Linked DNA regions of Mus musculus: region 2 is linked to region 1. Evidence: chromatin contacts called from public HiChIP or PLAC-seq data. All regions are on one chromosome and are shown on one strand. The core of a region is the stretch at or near the end of the contact, and the rest is flanking DNA. Distances in the headings are between cores, read along the strand shown. Region 1 has its middle 71 kb from the start of Pdc. Region 2 has its middle 66 kb from the start of Pla2g4a.

Region 1 (2,700 bases), core at 151-2,650:
CAATATTATTAAATATTTTAGATATTTTCCCTTTTGCTTATATACATAATATGCATAATATGTAATATTATATTGATACATATATTAATACATATTATGCATATTATGTATATATGAGCAAAATAGCAAGAATACTTAGTAATGGACTAAATTAATGCTGTATTAATTTAATTTTAAAAGTATATATACACACACATATATGTGTCTATCTATCTATCTATCTATCTATCTATCTATCTATCTATCTATCTATCTATCTATATTTCCTCCACATACAGGCTTGGCTTTGGGTGAGTTCATCTATAGTTGATAAATAATTAAGTACAGATCAAAGAACAGGAGATTTATGTTATTTGAGATCTGCAAGGCCCCTCACAGCACAAGTATCATCAACATACACATGCTATAGTAAGCTACAACTGGTGTTTCATGCGACTCTTGTTCGTGAGCACTTAGATGCCTCACAAAATACGTCCTGTTAGCCATTGTTCTTGGGTTCAGAATGGCTTTTGAAAAGTCCCTGAAGATTCTTGTCTTTCTTTCATGCATTTGAACATCTGCAGTGAACATTCTGCATATCAGTGTCTTATGGGACTGTCCCAGCATGGTCAAGGAGTGGACCACTGTAAGCTTGAAGAAGATCAGCTCATGTTTGGCCAGATTTAGATCCATTGGTAAGAGCAGATGTTGGTGGGGTCATTAACATTTTCTTTTTGGTCCTTGCCTTGGCAGAGACTTAGGACCTCTGACACCTCACTCTTGCTACTTTGTCCTCTGAAGAAGCCCAGTCTCAGGGACCTCTTCCCAACTGGCTTTAATAGACATATGAAGTGCTTTATGGAAGGCAAAGGACTACTTTCCTGAGTACACCTGTTAGGGCAATATGCTTAATTTTATATATTCATGGGTCTGAGCTCAGTGCTTACATGTGCTATGAGTGTTTGGGTGATATTTACTTTTAAGTTGGTAGACTTTGACCAAGAATATTGCCCCATAATATTGGTGGGTCTCATCTAACCAGTTAATGGCTTAAATGGAATAAAATTATGACCCTAGGCTGTTTTTTTGCATTTAAACTGTAAGTTTTTTTTTTCCTCCCTAGCTCTTCAGGTTGGTGATCTTGAACTTAAACTACAACACTGGTCTTTTGCCTCATTTTTCAGCTTGACTGTCTATCCTGAAGATTTGGGACTTTCTAGTCTCCAATACCATTAATGGTATTGAGGCAAATGTGCTGGCACACTCTCTGTAATCCTAGAATGAAGGAGGCAGAGTTACAAGGATTCTAAGTTTTAGTCCAGCCTGGGCTTTAAAGCAAGACCCTATGTTCCAAACTACACAGGGACAGAGCTCATTTTTCCCTCTCTGTACATGTTCTATTGGTTCTGCTTTTCTGGAGAACCATGACTAATACACAGGGCATGACTACCTATGTTTATTTAGTGCAGGATGTGTGTCAGGCATTCTATACATATTAACTCAGAATTTGCAGGCAAATTAGAAGCAACAGAGCTCCAAAGAGGTTAAAGAAGATGTTCTTAACTAATTGGTTATTTTTCTGTTGTTCTGTCTCTCTGTTCTTGTCTTACAAGGAAAGTAACTGAAATCATGAATCTATTGCTTTTTTTGTTGTTGTTGTTTCTACTTTCTTCAAACTCTTCTTAAAGTTGGTCTTTTAATTATACTATCAAAATGCTTTCTAGACCAGGCTATAGCTCTGTGATAGAACATTTGTCTGTGTGTGAAGGACTGACTTCAATCCTCAGCACTGAAAACAATTCTATTAAAATCATCATCATCTTCATCTTCATCTTCATCTTCATCATCTTACTTCTTCACTTTACATCTTGCTGACTACCCCCTTCTGGTCATCCCCTTTCACAATCGTTCTATCCCCCAAACCCCTTCTTCTCTGATCAGGTGGGGCCACCCTGGGTATCCCCGACACTGACACATCAAGTCTCTGTGAGACTAGGCTCATTGTTTCCTATTGAGGCCAGATGAAGCACCCTAGCTAGAAGAACATATCAAATGAACAGGCAATAACTTTTGGAATAGCCCCCACTCCAGTTGTTTGTGACCCACCTGAAGACCAAGCTGCTACATATGTGCTGGGGACAGGAAACTATGTCCAGCCCATGTATGCTCTGTGGTTGGTGGTTCAGTCTCTGAGAGCCCCAAGGGACCAGTTTAGTTGATTCTCTTAGTCTTTCTGTGGAGTTCCTATCCCCTAATGGGCAGCAATCTTTCCTCCTATTCTTCTGTAAGAGTCCCTAAGCTCCATCCACTATTTGGGTGTGAGTGTCTGCATCAGCTGCTGGATGGAGCCTCTCAGGGCAGCAATGCTATTCTCCTGTCTGAAGCATCATAGAGTATTATTAATACTGCCAGGGAGTGGTGCTTGCCCACGGGATGGGTCTCAAGTTGGGATGGTTATTTGTTCCCCCAGACTCTGCTCCATTCCCTGTCCCTCCATAACTTGTAGACAGTTTAAATTTTGGGTTGAAAGTTTTGTGGGTGGCTTGGTATTCCATTGGGGTTCCTGCCTGGCTGCAGGAGGTGGCCTCTTGAGGTACCGAATCCCCAATGCTGTGAGTCACAGCTAAGGACAAGGACATCCCCATTGATTCTTGGGTGCCTCCCTTATCCTAGGTCTTTCACCCTGGAGATGCCCACTACTTCCCCATACCTGTCAGTTGC
Region 2 (2,727 bases), core at 3-2,502, 220 kb after region 1:
CCCCTGTACTGGGGCATATACAGTTTGGGTGTCCAATGGGCCTCTCTTTCCAGTGATGGCCGACTAGGCCATCTTTTGATACATATGCAGCTAGAGTCAAGAGCTCCGGGGTACTGGCTCACAGTCAGCTATTGGATGGATCACAGGGCTCCCAATGGAGGAGCTAGAGAAAGTACCCACGGAGCTAAAGGGATCGGCAATGGCAATTCTTAGAACAGAAAACACTTAGTTGGACCTGGATTACATTTTCAGAGATTTAGTTCATTATCATCACTGCAGTAGGCTGGCATCTTGAGGAGGAGCTGAGAGTTCTATATCTGGCATGCAGAAGAATTGAAGGAAACATACTTTCTCCAACAAGGCCACACCAATTTCAACAAGGTCATATTTAGTGTCACTCTCTGTGGACCTATGGTGGCCATTTTCATTCCAACTACCATAGCTGTTCTCTGGCTGTGAGGTTAATTTAGCTTAGCCATTCTATGAGCTACTTGAAAATAGAGCTGATGACAACAAGATGTAAAAATATCTTGTATTATCTTGTAAAATTGCAAAATCATCTAAGAAACACAAACAAGAGAGTGAAAATCAGTCAATCGGTTACCTAAATAAAGCATTGAGGGTCATCAAGATGGTTAGTATGTGGTGGTACTTGCTGTCAAGGCTGATGCGCAACTTGAATTTAATTCCTGGGGTTCAAAGATGGAAGGAACTCCTGATGATTGTCCTCCCACCTCCACACACAGGTTGTGGTATGCATGTATAGCCATACACATGTAGAATAAATAAATTTATAAAGAAAATAGTTTATTGAAATGTACACTTTATATTTTCCTTGCTTTCTATTCAGATTTAGGATACCCTTGCCTAGCAGTGAGACTCACTGGTTCTAGTAGTCATCTGCCATAGCCATCAAAAACCTACTCCCCTGGGGTGGACAATCCTTCAGAGATGACACAAAAGTTGACAGAGAAAACAATCAAGTCCAACTTTAGACCTTAGTAAGAGAATTCTCCTGAAGTGATCAGTTTCAACCCTTTCCTAGGTTTTGATATTTTTCTCTCTGGTTGGTCCTCTTGCATGTCTATATGGGCATTTGTAAAACAGCTTATAGAGAGGAAAAAATGCAGCTCCCTGTTACCCGTCCACACCCACTGATACTGGAATTCCATGTGGGCTAGACTGGAGGACGAGGGAAGTCACTGACTAACTTCTGCTACCCCAGAGCAGTCTGACCAGAAGAGAAGATAGAACAGAGCGGGCTGTTAGTGCACATTGGAATTCCACAGGATTCCAGAACCATGAGCCGATGGTTTAGTAACTATAACAGTGTTATCAAACACAAACATACAAAGCTTTCTTTTCCAAAATGAGTCTACAAACACAGGGATTTCCTCCCCTGGGCTGTTTCCATCGGGGAGAACTCTGATAGGAAGGAAAGTCTAAACAGTGAGTGGCAACACAGAACAAGGGCATGAAGACTCAGCATCATGCCCTGCATGATCCTTTCCTTCCAGGGACTCACTAATTTTATGACTGCAGTGACTCATCTCCACCCCCATGCCTCAGTTTACAAAAACACACTGGTAAGATACCACCACCAAGACAAATTATAGCTTCGTTGACCTCTGTCATTTGTCATGAGGCAGTCACACAAGAAACATAGCAGACAAGATATAACCCTTTCAATCTATCATAACTTTAAAGAAGTATTTATAAAAGGTCAAAAAGACAGGTAACACCTCAGTGCTACAGGTGCCAGTGGAAAATGACTGTTATAGAGGTTGGCTTGGCAACTTACATTATGTAATCAGGTAATTATGTAATCCTGCCATTAAGCAAATTTGTGCGGGAGGATCTCCTTGAGTTGGTGGCTAGCCTGAGTTTCTGAGTCCCAGGCCATTTAGGGACACAGAGTAACACCCTGTTTCAAAACAAACACAAAACTCTTAATCAATCAATAGAGAAATAAATAAAAGACATAGATAGAAAAGGAGAAAAGAAAAGGAAAAATGAAGAAAGAATAGAGTGATTGTAGAATGGAAAGGGAGGACTTCCTGTGATGGACAGCAGTGACCTCAGATGTGTGACAAACTCTGGATTCTATGCCTATAATGAGTGATTGTTGTGCTAAGCTACCTCTCAATAAAAAATGTGATTGCCCTGTGTCACTGGGAGTAAGGCATAGTCCTATCCAAGTCTTATCATGTCTGGCCCCTTGTCTCTCCTGCAACACTTTGCTGGTCTTCCTTGGTTTTCCCTGGTCTTCACTTTGCAGAAAGAAATGTGCCAAAGTCCTTCTCTTGGTATTCTGGCTGATTCCGCTGACTCATGCTGATTCGGTGGAGGGGGCTGGGCAGGGCTTGTAGTTTCTGCTGGATAGAGGACTGCTACTGATTCATGTTTGTTGTTTGCTATTGGACTGGACTGCTGGTATCCTGACACTGAAGAGTGAAATCACTGCCAAAGAACTACTTCTAAACTGGCCCACCAAACCCTGTTCTTATGAACCTTCTTTTTCAGTCGCTGAACTAGAAGGGAGGTTGAAGTGTTCAAGAACCCTAAATAAAGTAGATTTAGAGAAAAATCTAAGCCTACAGCTAGGTTTCCATTACCAGGCATGATTTACCTCTTGTTGAGTGGTTCTTAAGTCAAATTAGAGAGCTGTTGGTTCCTGTCAAGATATAGGTTTTGATGCCCTGTTGATCATTGCTGTGGCTAGTAGGC

Evidence for each region. HiChIP or PLAC-seq counts read pairs in DNA pulled down with a chosen protein or histone mark.
Region 2: a contact with region 1 is called in a FOXA1 HiChIP or PLAC-seq map of pancreatic cancer cells. The contact joins two enhancer-like sites. A contact is called at or near these places in 2 of 115 datasets of contacts at active chromatin or transcription factors (embryonic stem cells and pancreatic cancer cells).

What each region holds. Positions count from the first base shown.
Region 1 is chr1:150,246,696-150,249,395 of GRCm38.p6, reverse strand. No RefSeq gene overlaps it. Among named protein-coding and RNA genes, the nearest start is that of Pdc, 71 kb to the left of the region's middle. Within about 2 kb of position 1,400, at least 12 of the 459 cell types and tissues checked have an H3K27ac peak or open chromatin away from gene starts, as enhancers often do. A contact at or near this core is called in pancreatic cancer cells, where this site is marked.
Region 2 is chr1:150,026,011-150,028,737 of GRCm38.p6, reverse strand. No RefSeq gene overlaps it. Among named protein-coding and RNA genes, the nearest start is that of Pla2g4a, 66 kb to the right of the region's middle. Within about 2 kb of position 1,252, at least 36 of the 459 cell types and tissues checked have an H3K27ac peak or open chromatin away from gene starts, as enhancers often do. A contact at or near this core is called in pancreatic cancer cells, where this site is marked.